2 separate regions of the Columba livia genome follow, and region 1 is linked to region 2. Evidence: chromatin contacts called from public Hi-C data. All regions are on one chromosome and are shown on one strand. The core of a region is the stretch at or near the end of the contact, and the rest is flanking DNA. Distances in the headings are between cores, read along the strand shown.

Region 1 (5,450 bases), core at 112-2,611, 200 kb before region 2:
TAACTAACGGTGCTCTGCTCCATGTCAAAAAGGAAAGGAAATAGACTGTGTGAAATCCAGGGTTTGCTCACCTCTCTGTCAAATCTGCCAGGTCGTCTCAGCGCAGGGTCTAAGGCATCAGGCCTGTTTGTTGCTGCTATAATGACCATCTTCGCCTCGCTACCTACACCATCCAGTAGCGTTAGCAACTGGGCAACAATACGATCTTCAGGAGCATTGTTTGAACTTCCTCGCTTTGGGCATAAAGAGTCAATTTCATCAATAAAGAGAATGGTTGGGCCTTCATTTGACATTTCTCTGCCCTTTTCAAAGACTCTTCGCAAATTCTCTTCGCTTTCTCCTGGTCTTGAACCATACAGGGCTGGGCCACTGATGCAGAGCAGATACGCACCCACTTCTCTTGCTACCGCCTTTACCATCAGAGTTTTGCCTACACCTGGGGGGCCTATTAGTAGCACCCCATTAGGGACAGAAAGCCCCAGCTTCTTAAAAGTCTTTGGAAAGCGAAAAGGCAGATCAATCATTTCTTTCAAAGACTTTTCCACATTATCTAGTCCTGCAACGGAAGTTTTTGCAGAGTCTTCTGATAAGCGTCTGTACCATTCAAAAGTGACAACCTCCTTAATTTTTATGCTTGTTTGGTGGGTTATCAGTCCGGCTTCATCTGTCAAAGGGTCTACAGACAGTATTTCAATATACACCACGGGGTTTTCGAGATTTGGGGCAACAGTAACAACATAATGAAGCGAAACATAAACATTTCTTAGCAGTTCTCTGATCGTCTCCTGCAACACTGCTCTGGGAGTCGACTTTTTCAGTGCAGAGCTCTTAAGGACCACTTTCACAGTCACCTTTTGCAAGGGGCGAGAGGTCAGAAGCTCTAGCTGGCCGACCCCCAGCGTGAGGCCCCTCATGTCCCGGGCAGCGACCCCCGCGGTGCTGCAGGTCAGGTCAGCCTGCACGAACCCGTCCGCCAAGTCGTGCCGGGGCCACGCCGTGCACAGACAGCAGCCGCTGGGCAGGGAGATCCGCAGCGGAGCGCCGAGCCGGGCGCCCAGCAAGGAGAGAGTGGCAGGTCCGACCCTGCACCTCTGGGTGCCTTCATCTCCCGGGTCCAGCGGGAGCAGCTTTAAGGCTGCCGCCTCCATCGCGGGCTTGGGCGGAGTTCCCTCCGCTGGAGAGGGCGACGACCCCCTGCTCTGCGCGGCCCCGTCCAGCTTCTTACTCACCCCGCCTCGCCCTCCCGCTCCGCCAGGCCCCCGTGGTCCCCCCGGGGGTCCCCGCCCGCTCCGGAGCCGCTCCGGAGCCGCTCCCGCGCACCCGCCGCGCGTCCCGGCGGCCACTGCGCCCCGCGCACATGCGCCATAGCGGAGCACGCGCAGTGTGAAGGAGCGCGCTCAGCGGGGCGGCGGCCACTAACTCTCGTCACGTTCCCGCCTCAGCCGCCCCTGAGGGCGTTCCTTTCAGAACCGGCGAACCGCTGTCTGTGAGGTGAACGCGGTCTGCCAGTGACGGGCTGACCAGCTGCAAGTCGTCTTTCGGCTCCTTGTACTCTCTTCCCACAGACGAAATGGGTTGATCTCCCTCGTTGCCACTTGTCTTGTTCTCCACAGAGCTCGTACTGGCGGGCTCGCTCGCCTCCCTCCTTCCCTCTCCCTCAGCCCGTCTCCTCAGCGCCTCCCGCTTGTCGAGTTGGCGCTTCCTAAACATGTTGCCAAAAGTTGGGCTTCCTCTTTCCCTTGTCTGCTGTCAGCGCTTCCCTTGGCTCAGGGTGGCACCTTGTTCACCAGCGGCTGGGGTTGATTCAACTGTAGATACTGGTTAAGAAAAAACAAGTGAGGAGCCACAGAGTTGACTTGAGAAGCTGCTGATCTAAGTGATTAGGACAGATATTTATTCAACAATTGGTAAAACTGTAGTAGTGTGTTGCTCTGACAAATGCTCAGTCTGCTTTTAAGAAAAATTAATTGTGTAACTTTCTGGTCTGCCCACTTCTTTGATTATGCCATGAACTGTGCGGTACCATCATAAAAACCTTCAAGGAGATCTGCCAGCATTGTGGGATACAAAACAAAACCATGATCTATAAAATTTAGCGTGTGCACAATTTTATTCTTGCAAGTGGCTTCATAGAAAGTGAAGTTACACATGTACTGCGTACATACAGGCTTAATTTGAGACCACATATCGATGAGAATTAGGATCTCAAATACATGAGGGCAGACAGAGCTGTGCTCACAGAACACGCAGAGGGTGGTTTACAGCATGATGATGAACGACTCAGCAGGTACTTTAAATGACTCTGGATGGGAAGCATAAAGAAATCTTTTTGATGATGTCCCACTTAATCATGTTCCTTTACTGAACCAAGGGCTGTACACCAAATATTTTAGTAAGCCACGTGAACAAAAGCAGACAGTGTTAACAGAGCCAGTTCAGGTAATTTTAAATGCTGAGTAGGAAACCAGAAGAAAGGTGTAGGGCTGAGCAGCGTGAAAACCAGCAAGCCTTCTCCTTATGCCTAATTATGTGCCAAAGGGCTTATGTTCTATTTCCTTTCAATTCTGTTCTATTTCCTTTCAATTCAAAATTTTCTCCTTTCGGTGCTTCTTTTCTGTTCATTTTCTCCTGGATATCTACTGAATGTTTCTTTTCATAGCACATTTTTGTACTGCACGTGTATGCAAATGCTTATATTGAATATGCAGACTTTTTAGGTATTTAGTGTGGGACACACTAATGACTGTCCAGGTAATGTACAGGCAAAAGGTTATAAGGAGCTTGCATTCCAGGAAGGATAATGTATTTTCAAGCTAATGTCTTATAAACACATTCTCTTGTTTTATTTCTTTCCCTCAAAGGTTCTCGTAAACATGCGTGCCCTTGAATATGGACTTGATTAAACAGAAAACATACTCTGTTTAAAATGGCAGACTTGCATTTCAGAGCTCCAAACTGTAAGTGTTAGACCCTCTGTTTGGTTTTAAAAGGTTGTATTTAGGAAAGAAAAGTATGGAAAAGTGCATATTTGAAATGAGCTGTGTGGTTTATGTTCATATATAAACTTCTTTGTGTAACAGGCTTATTGTAGCATCTCAAAAATCTGATTTCTTCTGAGAAGGAAAATGCCTGCTGATACATACTGATTTTTTGAAAGTGTGCAGGATTGGCTTTTTTTGAGCAAACTGTGGGATCAAGACCTTATTTATGTATTTTAATAGAAAACATCAATGAGTGACATTGCCCTGGTTTGGAACACATACCTGTTAACAGCCATGCTCCTCAATAATTTATAGACCCCCAAATTAACAGTGACAAGATGTCAAAGAGGTATTCCACCAAGAATACAGTTTAAACTGTCAAAAAAATAAAATAATGTTTTAAACAGTTTTCTTACCATTCACTAGATGGCAGCTGATCTTCAAGAATGGCTTCATTTCTCCTTTCAGATCTGGTAATTTCAAGGGAGCAGTCATCAGTTCTTGGAGAAATCAAACATTGTCCAGTGTTGTCTTCACTCTGTTTCTAATATGAAACTGAAAAACCAGCACAGTGAGTGTTCAAATAATTTTCAGCTTCGTTACTGTTTCAGCTTTTTCATGTTGGCTTTGTTGCTGTTTATTTCTGGAGAAGAATGTTACTTTATTCTTTGCTTTCATATTTAGTGGGCCACATTAACGTATTTTTAAGGTGTATAGACAATACTCTAAAAATATTCTTAAAAGAAAAAATAGTATTTATGTATTTATTTTGTATATACATATTGGATTTTAGTATAATAAAATAATTTTCAAATTTCCAATTATTATAGCCCAGAAAATATCTGTGTCTTGTTACAATAATTGCCCGCATATCAAGTAAAGAAGATATTAAGCCAATCACATTTTTAGTAAGTTTAACTATGTCTAGTATCAGAACTGAAATTTTTATTTAAAATTGTCAAATTAACAGTGTCTAACAGAGTCTTTTTTTAATGGTAAATGGATTTGAAAATGTGCTGTTACTGTCTATTAATCAAATAGGTATAGCTCAAAGTGAGTAATTAGCATGTATATACTTTAAGGCAGGATTTTATTATTTGTGGATGTTCTGTGACTAAGTATAAATGCTGTATTGTACTTAGGCTAGATATTGAACATTTCAAACACCAGGCTCTGTTATAACAAAACTTCATAGATAAATTGTAAAGATGTGATTAGAAAAGGAGTGGAAAGAGCTTTTGTACGTCTGCATGTCTTTATGGGAAGGCCACCCTCAATGTGTTTACTTAATTTTCCAGTGAACATTCAGCCTTCTGTCTTCATACAGAAAAGTTCCCATTGCAGTTTGTAGGAATTCTGAATGTGCAAGACATGTGAGGTTAGGCCCTGCGTTTCTCAAAGAAGAGTGTGGACAATCTCTGCCTGCTGCCAGAAAGCTATGGTGAAGTTCTGCACCTTAGAGAACATTTGTGCCGCGTCTCTGCTGGAAGTTATTGCCATCACTGCAGGTGCATCAGAAAAAGATGTGTGCTTGCATCTGAAGTCTTCCGATGAAAACTCAGCTTAGCTTAAGTTGCCAAGGAAGTGATTTTATGCTAAAGTACTAGCTTTTCTTGGGAGTGACTTGAGGCCTAACGGCACACTGCCTTCTCTTGACACTTCTTTGGGGTGATAGCCTTTCCAAGAGGGGAAAAATGGACAGCAGCAGATCTTTTAATCAGACACATTTATCAGTTGTCTTTAGCAACTTTTGATTACTGCTTAGAGATACTTAGTTATCTGTTTCAGCATAATATATAATCCAGTTGTTCACTAGATCTTATTTTGGATATGGAATAGTGAGATTCTTGTGTGGTATTCCATATAGGAATGAGAGCAGACTGGAGAATTACAGAAGGACCATACAAGACTGATGGACTTAGAAGCAAAATGGCAGATGAAATTTAGTATACATAACTGGATCGATGCACAAAAGGAAGAACGACCAAAGGGCAGGCTCACTTTTATAGCATCGGGATAGATGATTCCATGAAAATGTCAGCTCAGTACTTAATGTGCAAAAAGCAAATAAAATCTTAGCATTAACTAAAAAAGGAACAGAGGACAGAACAAAGCCCATCTCAGTCCCACTGTTTGTGGTTCACCTGTATGTTAGATATTGTGTGTACTTCTGATCTCCTCTCCCCAGTAATCTGTATCAGAACTGGGAAAGGTTCAGAGAAGGTAACAAGAATGATCAAAGGTATGGAATCACTTCAGGGCAAGGAATGACTAAAAGTAGGCTGGGTCTCCTCAACACAGAAAGAAAACTTCAAGGTGGCTATGGAAGAGACTTGCAAAATTGTAATTTGGATAGGAAATGCCTGTTTTAAGGGTCTCTTCCAATGCCAGAACAATTGATGCTACTCAGACCTGTGTTTAAAACAAAGAAAAAGAGGTAATCCATCACATGGTGGGTAGTAGATCTGT
Region 2 (5,771 bases), core at 1,969-4,468:
GATTAAGCCATTATCTTAGGGAAGCATAAGAAATTTGACAGTGATCTGCTTCAAAACTACCTTAAAGCAATCTAGGTGGCACACTAACCCATTCATTTTCATTAATGTAAGCAAGACTTAAATGGTGAAAATGTGGCAAGAACACAAGAGAAACAATCTTTAAAATGGGACTAAGAATATTCTACTAGCACACCCTATTGGCTTTAGAGCATATAGCCATTTTTTTGTTGTTTTTTTTGTTTTTTTTTAGTCTACTACCAAAAATCCAGTACCAGAAACCCTGCTAAGGATTCTACATTTAGTCTAAAACTAGAGCTAGAAGCCTAGTTAATTCAGAGTGTAAGAAGACAACAATGAGAAACAGATGCTACAAAATTTCACAGTCAATTATTTAGTTTGTACTTCTTTGTTAAATCTGTGTCACTGTCCAACTACATATTCAAATGTTTTGTAAGATTTCTTTAGATGGAAAGCTACAAAATATTATTTGTAGTGATTTTTTTCTTCTTAACAGATCTTTCAGTACTTTTCCATCTTTGTGCCCAGTAACAAAGCTGTATTAGGTCCTTCTGTAATTCCCCTTCCTTATAATCTCCCCTAGTATTGACTAGTTTATCAGTCTTCCAATTAGCAGAAGCAATTTCTGCCATTTCATTGTACAATCCCATTTCTAGATAACAATATTGTTGTCTATGGGGGAATCTGTTGGCAGAATTCTAGGTGTTAACTTTATTCCTTTTCGTGTCAGTACTTAAAATGCGTCTTTGTTTCACAGATATTTTTACAGTGGTGTTGGTACCAAGAGACTAAGAACAAACAGAGCAGTCATGGGGGTATATTTATGTAAGTGCTGATTGATCTTTTTTTTGTTTGTTTTTAAATGTGGGTTTTACAAGAAGGCCTGATGAAAGGCTATTTACAGGCTTTGGCCGTGATGTTGCAACACGCATGCTGCATTTTAAGCACCTACATCGGAGATGATTGCCAAAAGTGTTAAGCAAAGGCATCCCTCACAACCTCACACATCCAAATCTGGCAATGCTGGACTCCTCCTTTCCATGTAATGTACACTGAAACACTGCAATCGTACACAAGGAACAGAAGTCGGTTGGTTGTTTTTTAAAGATGCTTTTGCAGTGCTAAAACAGGTAAAAGGATCGTTTGAACTGTTTGTGCATTCTACTTGCACATGCTGAGTGCAACTCCAGGAGGAAAGAGCATGTGTTGCCACGTGCCACAGCCGCACCAACGCACAGCCAGGCCTCTGCTGTTCCACCTTTTTTTTATAGACAAAAGGATAAGAGGATAATCAGTATTCCCAAAATTCTGGACAAAAAAAAAAGGAGGAAGGATGAATGAATGATTTCCCTTCCTGCCACAGGGGCACTGTGCGAGAGGCAGCTGGGACGTGTGGGCTGCAGGGAGCTGTGTCTGGGGGAGATGGGGCCTGAGGGGTCGGTGACCAGCGAGTTGCTCAGCGGGACAATGGGCCGCTCGCCTCTGCCGGCCCGGGCCCGCTCGCTGCCGGGGAAATCCAGGTGTCCCCAGGCCGATGTGGCTGCGGCGACGGTGCTCCCGGGGCCGCGCCAAATGGAAGTGTCACATGTATTGAGACGAATAGAAATATCGCAACTCCAAAGCCTCTCACCCCTCAGCCAGGGGCCGCGGGGACAGCCCGTCCCACCTGTGCTCCCACCTCCCGTCTGCCGGCACACCGCCCGCTCCTGCCCTAACGGCGGCGCCTCCCGCGTCCCGGCTGCCGCCTCGGCCTCCCGGTGCGGGGCCAAGGGGAGCGACCCACCCACCTGGGCTGCTCCACCAGCTGGACCCGGAGGGTGCTGGGGGCGTCCGTCGCCATGGCGGCTCCCCCCGCGGGCCCCTGGCTGAGGCGGGCAGGGCGCGGTGTGACGGCTCCGGCTGGAGCGCGGTGACGGGACGGGCAGCCACCGTCCTTCCGGGCGCTGAGCTGGCAGCCCGGCCCGGCCCCGGCGGCAGGCACCGCTGAGGCGGCGCTGCTGGGCCCTCAGGCCCGTCTCGCAGGCACGGCGGCACCCCGCAGGCTGGGAGGCCGCTCTGCTCTCAGCGCCTCAGCCGCCACAGCCCCGACGTGACAGGAAAGGAAAGCTGCCGCGGGGCGGGAAGGAAATGGGCATTTTCCTTCGTTCCTGTCAGAATTTCGCTGACAACAGAAAAGCGCCCGGCGCGGCCTGCGCGGTTGGTCACCCTGAGGGCCGCCCCTCGGCAAAATGCACGAGTAATAAAAGTAAAAAATAAAAAATAGGCAGCATGATCCCCTACGGCGTTATTTTTTCCCCCCCTTTTTTTTTTCTGTTGTGTGGCTCTGCCAGCTTCCCTCAAGCAAGCAGACTCACAGCTCCTGTTCACCCCTCCAGATTAATGGCTGCAGTTCCTCTGAGGAACTGAGCTTTTCAAATGCATTTGCAGACTCACTTGTTTATCGTTATTATGTTGGTGTATATCTTAAAAACACTAATATTCAACTCCTGGAGCTTTAAGTGCTTGGACTGAGAAAAGCAAAGTAATATTTAGATGTCATTTTGGATTAATGTGTCTGAGGTAAAACTTCTTTCTCCTGATTATTACGGTTGGCCGAATAGCAACACAATTTTGTAAAGACTTAGAAGTAGCCATAGAAATGAAAGAGACAGTCAGAAACTGTAATAATATAAAATGATCCACAACAGAAAAATATGGAGGCCCAATGCTGCCGATAGACCCGGGAGTCTGTGAGAACCGCGGGCCCTGTGGAGATGTGGAGAGGCCGAGCTTGTCTGACGGGGATTTTACCTCACTCGGCTGAAGGCAGCGGCAGAAATTAGTGTGTAAAAGTCTTTAGGAAGCCGGTGCTTTGCAAGGTCCGTGGTTTTTTGCAGTTCAGGCCTTTTCAGATTGCTGATACGGTATGATTTGCTTATGGTGAACACGGCGCGTGCAAACCCTCCAGCACTGACTGAGGCAAACAAGCTGCACCAAGGACTAAGCGACGCCGCACGAGCCAGGGGCCGGGCTCGGGGACATTCCCATCCGGAGACGCGCAGTCACCAGACTTACAGCCCCGGTAACGGAGTCGGGCTCGCAGCGCTCACACCGGAGACACGGCGGCCGGCCCCGGCGCCATGCCGGCGCGCTCCGGGCCCGGCGGGCGGCGGCAGAGCCGGGGCCCTGCGCCCCGCTGAGACGCGGCGCCGCCGCGGAGGCCCCGCCGGCGTCAGGGGGCGAGGCGGTGCCGCAGCGCCCCCCCGGAGGCCGGCAGGGCGGCAGGGAGGGCGGGCGGGAGGCGGGCTCCGCCCGCAGCCGCGGTTGCTAGGGGCCGGTTGCTAGCAGGGAGAGGAAGCCGGCGGCGGTGCACCGCGGTTTGGGCTCCGTGTGCCCCGGCCCGGGGGCGGGAGGGGAGCGGGCGGCAGCGGGTTCCGGGCGGAGCGGAGCCACATTGGGCAGCGCCGCGCGGGGTTGTGGGAGAAGGGGCCGTCCCCGCTGCCTCCTCCCTGTCCCGGCCCCCTTCCCCTCCCCCCGCCCGTCCTCCGGCCAAGATGTCTGACATGGAGGATGATTTCATGTGCGATGATGAGGAGGACTACGACCTGGTAGGGCGCGGGGAGCGCGGGGAGGTCGGCGGCGCGGTGCGGCCGGGGGCCTCGCGGGAGCGGTGCCGCCTCGGCCGGTGCTGGCGCGGCGCGTCCGCCGCCCGCCGCCGCAGCAGCAGCAGCAGCCCCGCCGGGTGCTGCCCCGTGAGGGAGCGCTGACAGGACGAGTTTCCCTCCGGGGCGGAGGGCTGGTGGCGGTGGGCAGCGGGTGCTGCTTTGGGAGCAGGCCCCACCGGGCGCCCTGCCACCTCTCCGCGGATAAACAGGCCAACTTCGGCCCGGAGGCCAGCTAGGCCCCGGGCTGGCCCCCTCGGGCCCGGGAGCCAGGGCCCCCGTTTGTCTAACACAGCGGGTAGGGCAAGGGATTGCTCCGGCGCTGCCTCCCCCCTCCGCCTCTGACCGAAGCGTCAGGCACGAAGTGAAGTCCTGAAGTTGTCAGGCCTCGTCCCCACCCGCGGCTGCGAGGGCTCCGTGGGGGCAGGTGTCACTCGTGTGCCGGCCTGAGCGTCAAACTGAGCCAAAAGTGGGGGCAAGAGAAGCGGGAGTGAGGAGCAGTGGCCACACAGCCGCTCTCGGATGCAACACGTCAAGGGTGTACTGGTTTTTAACTTTTTGCCTTTCTGGTCTTGGTGAGCTTTTTGCCCTTTTTTGTTTGGTTGTTTTTGGTTTTGTTTTTTTTTTTTAATTGCAGGGTTCGGGGTTTTAAGTGTTTTATCTAGTCACATTTTGACCCCAGGGTTTGTTCTCAGCTTTTGCAGTTAAAAAATGCTGCTTGCAGTTAGCAACAGACTGATTTATTGGAGGAAATTGGTTATATATTGGGGTTGTTTTGATGTAACAAATCTCCTTTGAATTATAAGAAGCTTTTTTTTCCAATGATTAAAACCACCTTGGGGGAGGTTAGTAAACTAAATAGCTGTTATATTTGAAACAAAATGTGTTTTCTACGATGTCTGATTAGTTGTGACTCTATTGCCATCATCGTATTGGAGCTTGCGGTTAGTTTGGTTGTGTTTTCGCTCTTCTGAACTTTGCATAGGTTTTGAAAACAGAAGCACTTTTTTAAAAAGCTGTGTATGGTTGAGGCTTGAGGTCTGTATTGCATTAATTTCAGCTAAACTTGTATTTACAGTACTGCAGTTTAACTGAAAAACCCCAGACACTTGCTTCCAGATGATTTGCTTTCTAACGAATTATTTGATAATCATTGCTTCTTACGAATACACTTAAAAGACATGTCTGATTTTATTTGAAACAGTTTCTGGGCAGTTTATGTTATGAGCTGCTCAGGACAAATGACATATAGAATACATGCGCCTGGTTTTGCTTGTGAGTGTTTTAAAGTCACATAAGAGTGCTTGTTTGACATATATTGTCATCTTAACCTTCTGAGCTGCTTGTATCAGTATTCCAAGAACTGTGAGCCTTTCACTTAAGGCCATGAATGAATTCACAGACTTTGAGAAGCAAGCTTTCTAAAGGAAATACACTGAGACTATTACGAATATTTTATTGGCCCAGTTTGTTTCAAAGTCAGTTTCCATTCATTTGCATTAACACTGAAACCTGTGTCCTGATTTAAAACCCTATGTTTATTTTTCTGTATGATACAACCAAAGCAATACTAAACACAGCAGAATTCCCGTTGAGTATCGATAGCGTGAGAACTGGACATGTAGAGAAACCACTGGAATTACATTTTTCAGTGTTTAAACGCAGCTGTCCACGTACAGGTCAGAGTAAGAATGTAGCTCCTAGCTCACGATGTGTTATGTCAATTTTCAGCAACAATAATTGCTGGTCCAGTGCGTTTTCTTTGTCCTGAAGTACTTTTTTCCCTCATTGGAAAAACCTTCCTGAAGCTTCTTGCTTGTGGCAAATTTCAGCCCTTGACTATTAACTTTTCCTGGAACATTTTCATCATTAATTACCACTAGCCCAGACCTTTGCAAAATTTAGAAGTTCTGCTTGAAATAATTAGGAGAATGTTTTCTTTTCAGTATGTAACTCCTGTGTAAAGCATCAAATAATAGTTAAGCTACATATTAAAATAAACCAGATTTTTACATTTAGTTTGGATTTATAACTGATGGGAGGAAAAAAACCCAAACCACCAGAATTTAAAAATAAAGGTATTCCAACTAGACTAGTTTCAGCATTCTTGGA

What was found. Hi-C and Micro-C count contacts between places; a contact is called where the count stands out from the background.
Region 1: a Hi-C map of crop shows a contact between it and region 2, with 2.9 times the contacts expected there. The contact joins the promoter of AFG2B here to the promoter of GALK2 in region 2.

What each region holds. Positions count from the first base shown.
Region 1 is chr11:2,787,228-2,792,677 of bColLiv1.pat.W.v2, reverse strand. AFG2B (AFG2 AAA ATPase homolog B) reads right to left here and starts at 1,361. Exons shown (of 8, transcript XM_005513070.4): 1 at 72-1,361. The coding sequence starts at 1,148.
Region 2 is chr11:2,586,305-2,592,075 of bColLiv1.pat.W.v2, reverse strand. GALK2 (galactokinase 2) reads right to left here and starts at 3,218. Exons shown (of 9, transcript XM_065075877.1): 1 at 2,809-3,218. COPS2 (COP9 signalosome subunit 2) reads left to right here and starts at 3,391. Exons shown (of 13, transcript XM_065075880.1): 1 at 3,391-3,605. The coding sequence starts at 3,552. It overlaps LOC135580494 (a long non-coding RNA gene), which reads left to right. Exons shown (of 3, transcript XR_010475223.1): 2 at 776-843; 3 at 923-1,808.